Linked DNA regions of Mus musculus: region 1 is linked to region 2. A link is a contact called in public Micro-C data. All regions are on one chromosome and are shown on one strand. The core of a region is the stretch at or near the end of the contact, and the rest is flanking DNA. Distances in the headings are between cores, read along the strand shown. Region 1 overlaps Tanc1 (tetratricopeptide repeat, ankyrin repeat and coiled-coil containing 1). Region 2 overlaps Tanc1 (tetratricopeptide repeat, ankyrin repeat and coiled-coil containing 1).

Region 1 (6,759 bases), core at 2,961-5,460, 93 kb before region 2:
AAACCTGGGTCTTGAGCAGAGACCTGATATACAAGTGGTAAATGTCCCACCTGCTTTCATGTCACAAGCCACAGTCAGAGCACAAGCACACTGAAATACTGTCTAAAGTTACCTCCAGGCCATGTCTTTAGGGTATATAAACCATAAATTAATTTTGTGCTTAGACTTGGGTCCCACCTCTATGATATCTTACTGTACATATTAAGAAATACTGCAAGCACTAAAATCTGACTTCAAGGCACTTCAGCTTAGGTGTAGTCAACTGGTATGAACCAGTTATAAGTAAAAGGGAGAGCCATTAATTTTATGGTGGCCCTGGGAGAAAGATCTGTACCCTTCCTGGAAGGGTCATGTCCCAGTTTTCCGAAGAGACGGAAACAGCCAGTGAGGAGATGGCTCTGCCGTTGGTCCTAGGGCAGGAAAGGAAGCCTGCATCCTTTGAAGTAGCTAAATACAAAGAGCGAGAAGCAGGATCCTGAGAACCTTCTTCCCCTGCGGGTTCTGGGCACTCCATTCCCGAGTGTGGTCACCTATACTTGTCAGAATGCACATTCTCAGACCCACCTTACAAGGGCAATTCTGGGGTACCCACCCATGGGGGGGTTGTAAAATTTATTTTCATTTCATGTACATCGGTGTTTTGACTGCATGTATGTATGTCTGTGTGAGAGTGGAACTGGAGTTGCCATGTGGGTGCTGGGAATTAAACAACACAGTTCCTCTGGAAGAGCAGCCAGCTCTCTTAACTACTGAGCGCCCCCCCCCCCCATAGGTATTGAGACCTTGCCTACTTCCTGAGGAAGCTTACAATCAAGTGAAAAAAGGAGAGAGAGAGCTGCCATGGCACAGTGCTGTCACTAGGGAAAGCATCAGAAAGGAAAACGCACTGCCAGGGATGCACCTGAAGGTGAGGGGAGGAGTCACGGTAGGAAGGCAGAGTCACGGTAGAAAATGCTTGAGGTGAGGGGGCGGAGTCACAGTAGGAAATGCTTGAGGTGAGGGGGCGGAGTCACAGTAGGAAATGCTTGCAGGTGAAGGGGCGGGGTCATGGTAGGAAATGCTTACAGGTGAGGGGGTGGAGTCACAGTAGGAAATGCTTGCAGGTGAGGGGGCGGAGTCACGTTAGAAAATGCTTGCAGGGGAAGGGGCGGGGTCACGCTAGAAAATGCTTAAGAGGTTGAAGGTCTTGTCTTCCCACAGATATTGACTCCCAAGAAGAAAGGGCTTTAAAAAAAAATGCATTTTACTTAATTAAGAAGTAATATGTTCTCAGGAAAAAAAATTAAATTTGCAAATACTTCCTCAAACTTTCATTTAGTACAATGGCTACAGCACACCTAGTTTAAACCCTCTGCCCTTATGTCAGCTAAGAGACATGAAGAGGCAGATGAAGAGCAGGTGTCTCACCCACCTAAGGACCCCTCCCCGTGGGAAGGTGCTGAGTTCCTGCTTCATTCTTCCTCCCCAGCATCCAGGAACGGGTCAGAGCAGAACACTCCTGAGCCTCACTCTCAGTCCCCAGTGTAAGGTAGGAGTAGCCCATCGCCCTTGGCTTTACCTTTGATGTGCATGTGTGCACAGGTACCCCACCACCTCTCAGCATGTATAGGAGCCTTCCTATCCCACACCACAGAGAAATGGCCACACCAAAGAAACACACATATTATTCTTCACCCTCAGAATCATCTGTGTCTCATCTGTGTCAAATCCACCCAACCTCTGGGCACTGACATCAGGGAGAAGAGGGCCTGAGAGATGCAGACTCCAATCACTCTTACAGAGACGTATCTATGAAGGAGTGTTAAGTGGAAAGACTTACAGGTATAATTAGGTTAGAATGAAGATGAATTATAGGGTTTTGGGTTTTTTTTTTTTTAACAGTGTGAGAGCTGGGGAAGTATCTCAATTGGCAAAGTGCCTGGCTAGTGTTCACAACATCCTGAATTCAATCCCCATCACCACATAAAGTGAGATGCAGTGGCCCAAGTCTGTACTCCTAGCACTTTGATGGTAGATGCAGGAGGCTGGAGCGTTCAAGGTCATCCCTGGCTACACAGTGGGCTCAAGGTTTGTCTGGGCTACAGAAAATCCAGTGTAAAGATGGTGGCATCAATTACAGTTAACAAAGCCCTCTCAGCTGAGCTGGATACAGAGACCATCAAAGATTACCTAAGCCCCTCTCAGACAGTGCGCAGACCTTACAGAACAGCGAACACCTTCGACCACACAAAAGGCGCAGCTGCAGACGATGCGGAACCACCTAGCTCCCGTTCTGCTGGCGAGACTACAAAACGTTTAACTGCTTTCGAAAATAGTTGATGCTTTCATACAAATTATATCGTACATACTATATGATCCTGCCAATTCCACTCCTAAGTCCCCTAAGTCCCTCCCCAAGGGAAAGGACACTTGTGCTTATACAAAAGACAGTGTGCTCACAGTTAAAGCAATTTCATTTATCGTCACCCCAAACTGGAAACTACCCAAGTGACTTCCAACTGGCAAATGGACAAGCTGTGGCATATGCATGCAGTGGACTACTTGTGAAACAGGCAGTAAAAGTTTATCGATACCCACTGTGACGTGCATGAGTCCGAAGTGCACCCAGCCAAGAAGCTGGCCTCAAAAGGGTGTGCATTAAACGGCTCTACACATCACATCCTGAAAAGGCAAAGTTCTGGGTTTGGAGAAAGACCATAGGTTTCCAGGGCTTCGGGATGCAGCCGACTATAACAGAACATATGAATATACTGGGACGCAGAACCGCTCTCTGTCTTCATTGTGCCAGCATTTACACAATTCCAATGCATTTGTTGAAGCTGAGGCTCTGTGCTGAGAAATGTCCCTATTTCCTCTTCTCCCTTTCCTTTGGCAAGGGATGTGGACATGTGTGCAGAGTAACTTAGAAAGTTTTCACGAGGCCTTCAGGCAACACTGTGTTAGAAGTGTGTAATAAGGTAAGACACGTCCCCAATCAAGTCACTTGATTTCTAGAGGCTTACAGAAACTGGGGTTAGGATAAGAAACCTAAGGTGAGGAACCAACTGGAATCATCCAGACAGGTCCCACACACATGGGTGTTAGTATGAGAAAGGAGGGGATAAGACTGCCACAGAAGTAGAGAGAGGAGGGTGTGGCCATCAGGAGCTACAGAAGGTAAGCATTTTCCCAGACAAGTACTCTATGGACGGTGCCTGCGGCTCAGAGAGACAAACAGCTGAAACCACCAAATGGAGATAACACGCCACCGTAGCCCCAGGAAACACCTACACTTCAATACCAACATGGGAGCACCACCATGCCCAACTCCTCCCAGCCCCTCCCCCACGAGGGGAACTTCATGGCACCAAGGTACTTGAAGGTAATGTGCACTGCTAAAAAGAAAGGGCAGTAGGTATCTTGTTTCAACTATTATATGTTTGACGGGGCTCCGTACTCGAAGCCAACTTTAATCCTGACATAGTAACACGCATTTTCTGTCCCTAATCTCACCTCTCCTGCGTTGAGTTTATCAGCTGTCCTACAACCTAAGCAGAGTTTACACTAAATGAAGAGCTGAAATAAACTCAGAGCAGCAACACGATAGTTATTTAGGAGCATGCTTGTCACTTCTACCACAACCACAGAGTATGTCTAGTAGAGAATTCCTAGTCTTAAAAAAAAAAAAAAAAGAAGTGTAGTAAACGGTAAAGACTGAGCCAGCCTTCACGTCCTACCAGAATTGTGTGAGTCTCAGTCTCAGGTGATATTCATGTTAAATATGATTTTAGATTAATTAATAAATGCAAGGCTCAGAAACTGAGTTTAAATGCTATGGAAAACATGCTCTAAATTGTAAATAGAAAACACTGAAAGCAATGTAAGATTCATTTTAGAGATGAAAGGCTCATCTTAAAATAGTCTCTCGACCTGGTGAGGTCAAGCCTTCCTTTCAAAATATTAGTGGAAGGAAAGGGATTCTTGAACTCCAGGTCCCTCCTTGTTCTCCAGCTCCTACCCAGGTGGCAAGGCTACCCATCATGCATCATTGCCCATGTCCTTGAAAGTACAAGGCAGCTCGCTGCTGTGCTGTGTTGGCTGTCTTGAGGAAGCACGCTGGCCTCAACCACAAAGCCATCTCGGCAGTCAGGACCTTACTGTACAGGGTCAGTAAGTGGAAGAGCAGACTGGGCTTGTGTCTGACACACAGGCTTGATAGTGAGATCTCTGAAAAGCACACACCTTCTGCGCGCTGAAACATCTGCAGACACCATGCAGTGATGTTCTGGGCGGGGCGATTAGTCACCATTCCCCTGGCAGGGACCCAGATCACTGCAACCTCCTCAGCAGTGGGGCTGACTCTGTCAGTGTTCTGGGTTCAAGACAACAGAAAGGCGGCTTTCTACCCTGAACACACCACAGCCCAGGTGCCTGCGGGGCTTTTATTAGCGAAAGCTGCTACAATGTATCTGATTATCCTACTAAAGCTGAGTGAGATTGACATAAGGTTGAAGCTTTCAAAAACGTGTGTGCACAGGATAGCCATGCCTGTGTTCACGCAGAGGCCAGGAGAGGGCACCGGGTCCCTCAGAGTTGGGGCTAGAGTTAACAGGCACTTGCCAGACAAGAATGCAGGAATCCAAACTCCTTGTGTCCTTGTGACTGAGCAGAAACCACTGTTAATCCCAGGTTACTTCCTTTTGTTTTTAGAACAACTATAACTCATGTATCTTTTATCTAAACTTGGTAATAACACAATATATACCAAAGTAGCGGCCTCCCTTTAAAGAACAAAACTATTTTTCTTTTTAAAACTTGCTGCTTGAACAGTTAAGAGTTTCAGAATTTAGAAGGCATTGTTCCTGGAAGACTCAGTATTTACCACAAGGTGGCGCTGCTCCGATGCCAGTTTCAGACAAAAGCTCTGAGGCTTGCTGGGAAAGGTTTCTTCACCATCAAGGCAAGAAATGGTCGCCACCCTAAGCAGGATGAAGTCCTGGATGTTTTTAAGGTTTTAGGTAACACGTATATGCTTAGCAGTTACACTAAGGAGTTCAGTCTCAGAGGCAACAACTTCCTGCCCATTGTACACTTGGCCTAACAGAACAGACCCTGGATAGCCGCAGCACACCCAGCTTCACGGAGAGCCACCCAGGCACCAAAGCGGATGCAAAGGCCTGAGTGCTCCTCGTTACTCAGGGGAAAATCTGAAAGTCCGTGCACACTTAAATCTGTACTGGAATAAATGAACGGGGAAAGAGACAGCTCTCAAGATACAGAATAATCGCCAACAATTTATATAGATACTCCATGCTCAGAAGTGACGGGCTTTGCTCCAAGCCTTACCTGTGGGCTTCGCACAGTGCCCATGCAGAGAATAAAGTGTCTTCTTTATGTGGTGGACGGAGACAAGGAGAGAAGAAGACAGGGTAGGTTCAGTGTAGAAAGTGAACAGCCACAACCTTGGCTGGATGACGAAGATCAACCAAGAGAGGCGAACTACACTGTTGGTACACACCTTCGACTCCGCGGGATAAAGAGGTCACCCCAAACTCCTAAGTCCTGGCTGATGGTGAGAAAAACATCAGACACGTTCCAATAAGCAGGCACTCTACAAAATATCATACCCAAGCCACCAGGGTCATTAAAACAAAGAATGTCTGAGAAACTGTCACAGTCAAGAATATATGGAGATGCCTCTAACCCCAGCAGAGGCAGGCTCATCTCTGAATTCGAAGTCAGCCTGATCTGTAGAGAAAGAAATCCTGTCTCAGAAAACCAAACCAAACCAACGGACAAAAAGGTATCTATGGAGACATGATCTCTGAACGTGATATGATAATGTGGGCCAGAAAAAAAGTGAATTAGAAATGGTGGGAAAAAAAAAAAAACCCCACAAATACAGACTTTAGTAGGTATCACTGTTGGTTCACTAATTATATCAAATGTATCACACAACGTCTGTGTTAATGAGAGATTGACCATAGACCATATGGAACTTCTTAGTACTGTTCTTTTGACCTCTTCTATAAGCCTAAAATACTCCAAAATAAATGTTTATATATTAAAAAAAAAATAAAGTCAAAGGGCTGGAGAGATGGCTCAGAGGTTAAGAGCAATGACTGCTCTTCCAGAGGTCCTGAATTCAATTCCCAGCAACCACATGGTGGCTCACAACCATCTGTAGTGGGATCTGCTGCCCTCTTCTGGTGTGTCTGAAGAGAGCAACAGTGTACTCATATAATTAAAATAAAAAAGTCTTTAATACACACACACACACCACACACACACACCCCGAAGATCACCCAAGGCTCAAACAGTAATCGGCAAATGCTGTCGAATTCGGAAGCGCCTATTCTCAAGGTGGTGCATGTGGCCTTGTGGTCCCACACACTTAGAGACACAGGAGAAGCAGAAAATCTCAACTTTACTGCTGGCCACAGGAAGGACAACAGCAGCAGTGTGAGCCTCTGTGTCTTCTATGCCAACCAGAGCTCCCGTGAATGATCTTGACAACGGGTGGCAAGCCAATGAGGTAGGATGAGCCAGGCTTTGAAGTCAGAGGAGAAATTCAAGTCCTAGCCAATTACTGGCTGGGTGTGTAACCGCCAGGAGAGCTAGCACCTAGCCTCCCAGGGCTCCCCACCAACTGTTGTTGGGGTTGGTACTTACATCTGCCATCTGATTTAAAATGTGTGTATTGAGTCTAGCACTCAAGAAATTCTAACTCTCCCTTCCTAAGCGGTAAAAGTCAAGGAAAACCATGGTCTTGGCTGAATG
Region 2 (6,518 bases), core at 323-2,822:
AAAGTGGGCTTTACTGTCCCCCTATCGTCACCCCACAAAATGAGAATAAAGACACACTCAAGATCTTGCAGTCTTTAACATTCTGACTTTGGTCTGAGAGGGTATCTCAGAGGCAGAATACTCTCCAGAGATGAACAGGGCTCAGGATTCATCCCAGCACTGCAAACATGAATAAAAATAAATAGTTTTACATTTATTTTACTTCAAAGCCATCTGTGAGAAAAACAGAAAAAAATTAGAGTAATTCTAGTCCCCAAAACACTGAATTAAAAAAAAAAAAAACCAAAAACAAGAAACAAAAACCTCTTAGTCAATACGGACAAGGAATCTCTGATACCCTCATTACAAGCAGTTTGACCATATCTGAATGTGCCCCAGTCAGCCAGTCAGTAGTGAACTTGTCTGTGCTTGTGGAATGGGGCCAGTGACAGCCTTACCTCATGGGTATCATAGAGAGCGAGGGAAACAGATCTGCAGAACAGCAGCACATAAAGCAGTGGGAACTCACAGAGAGGGCAGCTAAAGCAAGCAGGCGGAGCTCAGTCCTCTTCCCCCCTCATCTATTCAGAATGGATACATCCACTCAGAACCAGCAGGGGGTTCCAAGATTATTCCTATAAGCCTTTCTTCCATTTGGGCATGAAAGAATGGAGGCCTGGTAGGAACAAATGACCTGCCAGACATCACTCACAGATCTCCCCTTAAACCCTTCCTTTCTACAAGCACACAAGCCCTAATGCCATCCCCTTCCTTGAAATAGGATTTGGCAGATTATAATCTGTAAATTGAAGTCTTTCTTTACTGTACAGACATGAAGGCCAGGCCCCTGCGGGGCTCTCAGGGCCTCCCTCCCCTGCAAAGGATGAGAGGCTGGCTCTGCGTGCTGGCCCTGTCCCACTGGGAATCAGCATAAATTGTCCCTGACTCAACCTTTCAGTGAGGCAGGCCTCTTCACTCAGGGCCACCTAACAATCCCACACTAATTTTATCAGTTTCGACATCTGTCCCCTTTGAGATTTCTCAACTACTGTGTCAATATTCCCCCACCTAAGCCACAAACACACCAACTAACTACTTAGTAATAACGTTAGCTAATTCTCTCTTATCCTGGCAAAACTACAGCCCTCACAGTCCACCCTTCAGGAAGTTCCTGGAGGAAAGGTAGGCGTGTTTGCAACCGCCATTGACTATTGAATATCTGTCCCTATCTGTACCCTCATTTCCTTTTCTCATCGTCTGTGAAACACTTCTGCCAGACGGACTGACTGAAATAATGCTTATATACCTTATTTGTGGACTGTCTCTAAAACCCCACAGCTACTGAAATGCTGTCAAAAGCCCTCTTTCTTTTCAGATCCAAGTATACTGCTCTAAATCCTTTCAAATGAGAGCGGGGCTTTGGACCATCTGTCATTTACCACCTCTGCCTGCTTTTATTCCTTTTAATAACAATACTCTGAATTCCAAACCTGCCTGAAATCACCAACTTATTTCAAGTCACACCCAGTCCCCAAAAGCAAACTTCCGGTAATCAGCTAAGGAGACATCCACCAAGCCACACACTGACCACGATTGGTCTGAGGTTGTTTCTGGTACTGCAGGCTGATAGGGTTACTCACAGGAGGTGACAGTTTCCCTTTTAGTGTCTCTGGTCACGCCATCTTCTGAATTCCAGACACAAGTAATTTTCGGTATGGTGGCTTGATCTGAATGAGAATATTCCCCAGAGGCTAAAAGGTTTGACTACTTGGTCCCCAGTCAGTAGCACTGTTTGGATATACTTAGGAGGTGTGGCCTTACTGGAGAAAGGGGGCAGGCTTGTGGTTTTAAATCACTACGCCTGCCGTTCCAGTCTAAGCTTTCCACTTCTGCCAACATGCCTTTGCCCTGTCATGGCGGACTCTAACCTTCTGGAACCGTATGCTCAAACCTTCCTTCTATATATAACTTGTCTAGGTCATAATATTTTTTTCACAAAAGTAACTAAAACACACAATCTCAAAAAATGTTTGTTATAGAAGACTGTAGACCTCTAGTCCCAATGGACCAGCAAATATCCCATAAGAGATTAAGTATACCCTTCAGCCAGGTTCCTGACTCCCCCGTCGTCAGCCTCCGTCCACTCAAAATTCACCAAGCCTGAGCCTAGTACTTTCACCTGAGGTCCACTTCCTGATGGTTAACTTGGGCCTCTCTATCACTCCTTTCAAACCTATTCTTATCAAAGAGCTGAAAGATCTCCCAAACTAAAGACCATTCTGCAACGCCTTGTATATGAACTATACTCTGCGGTCCCGTGTCCAGCATTCCCAGCTATGAGAAAGCAATCTGACCATTCTGACAGCTTCGATCCTTAGGAGTTTGGTTCGTGGTACCTTAGCAACACTCTTGCACAGATGGTGGGGAGCTATACCCCAGCTTTCTGCTTTACCCCCCACCCAGCCTACTCTCAATCTGCTTGACAGTGCAGCTCTCTGTCAACTTCTCATCCACACACCACTCCCGAACCTAGCAAACCCTCTCTCAAAAAGCGCCGTGTGCTTCCTTCTTCTGGATTACTGTCATTCGCAACCAGATGTCTCCAAAGTAGAGGGTGGGAGGTATCTCCAAGGGTATCCAAAAAATATTGTAATTTCTAATTGTGTTGACTTGCCTCATTCTTTTGTTGCTATTTCTGTAGATCTTAAATGCAAACAGCTTGTTGCCAGCAGATAGATGACTGTAATTTATACCTATACAAATGCTGTGGGTCTGAGCAAGGATTTTACTGATGTTGAGAGTGCTTTAAGACTACTCTCTTGCCAGTCATCGTGGCATGCACCGACAGACCCAGCTACTCAGGAAGCAGATGCAGAAGGATGCTTGAACCCAGCAGTTGGAAGTTACCTCAGGCAAACAAAATAGCAAGATGTTACTTCCTCAACAATATAAAATAAATGCTACTGGACAAGTAGTAACACTTTTGTTCCTAAATTTACTTGGTGAGTGTATTAGTTACTTTTCTGTTGCTCTGATAAAATGCCATGACTGGGGGTTGGATAGATGGCTCATCCGTTAAAAGCACTGGCTGCTCCTCTAGAAGACCCAGGTTCAATTCCCAGCACCCACATGATAGCTCACAACTGTCTGCAACCCCAGTTCAGGGGGATCCATCCCACACCAGGAATGCATGTGGTGCGCATATCTGAGAATGCAAGCAAAATACCCATACATATAAAATAAATTTTAAAAATAAGAAATTAAAAAACACCATGACCTCGGGAGGCAGAGGCAGGTGGATTTCTGAGTTCGAGGCCAGCCTGATCTACAAAGTGAGTTCCAGGACAGCCAGGGCTATACAGAGAAACCCTGTCTCGAAACAAAAACAAAACCAAAAAAAAAACCACTATGACCAACAGCAACTTAAAGGGAAAAAAAAACCCAAATTTATTCCGGCTTAGGGTTTCAGAGGGCTAAGAGCCCATCCGTCATGACACAGGAATGGCGTGACAGTAAGTTGCAGGCATAGTAACCAGAGCAGGAAGCAAAGAAATCACATCTCCAACCACAAGCATGAAGTAGAGAGAGGGAACTGCAAATGAAAAGAGCTATAAATTCCCAAAGCCCACCCCAGGGACACACTTCCTCCAGGAAGGCTGTACCACTATCCCAAACAGTACCGCCAGCTGAGGACTCAGCGTTTCAATTCCTAGCCAAAGAGGGGCATTTCTTATTCAAACTATCACAGTGCTCCAGAGACAATTCCAAATAAATCAATATATTATAGTTGGGGTCATAAACTGTTTTATATTCATGTAGTTTAGACAGCAACATAACCTTCTTATTCCTAAAATCATCTCATTTCTGGCTTGCCTATTACACAGTTAAAATTACTTTTATTCAGGCCTACTCTGACAGACATTGCCACACTAAGACAGACAAGACAGACAGATAGACAAACAGGGTGGCTAAAGAAATGACTCAGCAGTGAAGAGCAGTTACTGTTCGTACCCAGGACCCAGGTCAGTTCTCAACACTCACACAGTGGCTAACAATCATCTGTATCATTTGTGACTCTAGTTCTAGGGGACCCAATGTCCCTTCTGACCTCCAACAGTTCCTGCATGCATGTGATGCACACACACAGAGGTACATACACACACATACAAATATTTGAAGTATGCATGTGTTATTTTAAAATTAAAACAATCAATGAAACAACTCTTAAGAATAAATGACTAAAATAGAAAAACTTTCAAACTCATGAAGTAGTGCTTATAAAAATATATGAATCGTTCGGTTTTTTTCACTAATTGCTTTTGACTTTTGACACTTAAAGTATCTAAAATTATGTTCGTTTTTCTAGAAAGATTAGGTTTTCGTTTTGTTTATTTTGTTCTATGGTTTCTCTGTGTAGCCCTGGCTGGCCTTGAACTCAAAGATTCACCCTGCCTCTGCCTCCCAAGTGCTGGCATTAAAGGTGTGTGCCCCCACTGCCCAGCTAACAGGAAAGTACTTTTTATTAAAGGTTTATGTTATGGGTATGGGTGCTTGAGGATGTGTGCCATCGGCATGCAGGCAAACTTGGGAGGCCAGGAGAGGGTATTTATGCTGTAGAATTGGAGTTTCAAGCAGTTGGGAGCTGCCTGACATAGGTGCTGGGATCCAGACACGTACTCTCTCTGCAAGAACAGCCGGTGCTCTTAACCACTGAGCCATCTCGCCAGCCCAGTGATTCTCAACCTTCCTAATGCTGTGTACCTTCAATACAGTTCTCCTGTTAATGTGACATCCCAGCCATAAAATCATATCCGTTGCTACTTCATAACTGTAACTTTGTACTGTTATAAATCATAATGCTAAAAAAAAAAATCTGTGTTTTCCAATGGTCTTAGACAACCCCTGTGAAGGGGTCATTCCTCCTATATGTTAAGAACCACCACCCTAGCCCCAGAAAAATACTTTTATAAAATTTTTATACTTTTATAAAACTTAGGATTCTCCTATACTCAATATTGGGTTTTCTTTTTTTTTTTTTTCTTCAAAATCTTTTTCTTTCTGAAAGGAAGATTCTTATTATTTTTTAATTATGTTTAGAGTCCAGAAGAGTGCAGTGTGTGACTCCCGGGAGCTGCAACCACAGGCAGTTGCATAAGCTGCTCATGGAGGTGTAGAGAACCTAGCACTGACATTTAAGGTCAGCATGTGCTCTGAGCCCCTGAACTGTCTCTCCTGCCCCGTTGATATCATTTTCCATGAAAAGCTTCTGCAGGCAAGCCATTATCTCTGCTACTTGTCTACCAACCCTCACGGCGACCAGTTTTGCATCTTTGAACAGGTCAGGCAGCGTCACCTCCTTGTGCCGTCACAGCTATATTAAATCCATTCTCCGTGTCAGGGATGAGAGATCCAGGCTGAGGAGACTGAGATTCACAGCAACAACAGAGGTCCTTTTGCAAAAGCCCACTAACTAATTCCAAGATTAAGTCATTATAACATTAGCCCTGGGGGTGCAGGGAGCTGGAGTCAACCCAGAGGCTCATCCATGCTAGGATACGTATTTTACCACTGAGTAATAGCCCCCAAATTAGCCACAATTCTTTTACAAAATGAAGGGCTACTTAGTAACTGCTACTTTAGTCCTGTTTTAAAGGCAAGTTTTCACCAGGCCTCTAAATGTGTCTCAGCTGGCGAAAAGCAAAGGAGACTGTAGAAAGCAGACTCCAAATGAACGGAGATACCCTCCACCTCTCCTTGAGGCAAAGCTCTACAGAGCCTGCTAGCCACCGGGGGTAAAACGTCACAGCCAGAAACAAGGCTCCGGCAAATGACTTTTTGATGGACGGCGTCCCACAGAGCTCTGTCTGGCTCCTCAAAGCGCTTTTCAATGATGCTGATGAAGGTCTGTTTACACCTGGAGGTTACAGCTGACTACTGTACTGCGGAGAATCTGACGGCTGCAGAATTCAACTGCAGCGCAACTCAATCCCTTCTTTCCAGGCTGCCCTGGCAGGACCTGCCGCCAGCCATCTTCTTAGGTATTCAAAATGATTATATGATTACAGACTTTGTTTGCTACTGCTACGGCCACCTTCACTTCACAGAAAGCACCCCTCAGACAGCCCCACCCCCGACCCAGCACAGCACAGAATTTTAAAAAACCTCCAACCAGGAGGATAAATGACTCCTGCTGGGTCCAAAGAATACGCATGAAGGAATATGAGAAGAGCAACTCCCCAGGGAGTACATCCCTCATAAACTGACTAGGTGTCACCATAAACACCTTACTAAATCCAAGTACCTGAGACAAGCTTGCACCTATACCGGGGGACCACAAATAGCACGGACCGCCACTGAAGTCACTGTAGGTTACAACCCTCGAAAGTGTTCACAGGGAGCCGGTAACTCTTCAGTTCCTATGAGACCCATCTCGTACACTTCTACCAAAAGGAAAGAAACCCTAGGGCACGAGGTCTCCCTTTGTCACCGTCTGCAAGCTGGGAAGGGTGGCTGTGATGTGCCCTCACACAGACGCTTTG

The links. A called contact is a pair of places that touch in the nucleus more often than the background predicts.
Region 1: a Micro-C map of trophoblast stem cells shows a contact between it and region 2, with 2.9 times the contacts expected there. The contact joins two enhancer-like sites. A contact is called at or near these places in 2 of 15 datasets of contacts at CTCF or cohesin (embryonic stem cells and pro-B cells), 14 of 484 Hi-C or Micro-C datasets (the AML12 cell line, the AtT-20 cell line, the N1E-115 cell line and 8 more), 3 of 115 datasets of contacts at active chromatin or transcription factors (embryonic stem cells, extraembryonic endoderm stem cells and pancreatic cancer cells) and 3 of 9 other capture datasets (adipose tissue, embryonic stem cells and pancreatic islet).

The regions. Positions count from the first base shown.
Region 1 is chr2:59,743,777-59,750,535 of GRCm38.p6, reverse strand. All of the region lies in intron 4 of Tanc1 (tetratricopeptide repeat, ankyrin repeat and coiled-coil containing 1), which reads right to left. Among named protein-coding and RNA genes, the nearest start is that of Tanc1, 140 kb to the right of the region's middle. Within about 2 kb of position 4,210, at least 56 of the 459 cell types and tissues checked have an H3K27ac peak or open chromatin away from gene starts, as enhancers often do. A contact at or near this core is called in the N1E-115 cell line and trophoblast stem cells, where this site is marked.
Region 2 is chr2:59,647,960-59,654,477 of GRCm38.p6, reverse strand. The region is part of intron 2 of Tanc1 (tetratricopeptide repeat, ankyrin repeat and coiled-coil containing 1); the gene reads right to left. Among named protein-coding and RNA genes, the nearest start is that of Tanc1, 39 kb to the right of the region's middle. Within about 2 kb of position 1,572, at least 55 of the 459 cell types and tissues checked have an H3K27ac peak or open chromatin away from gene starts, as enhancers often do. A contact at or near this core is called in the N1E-115 cell line and trophoblast stem cells, where this site is marked.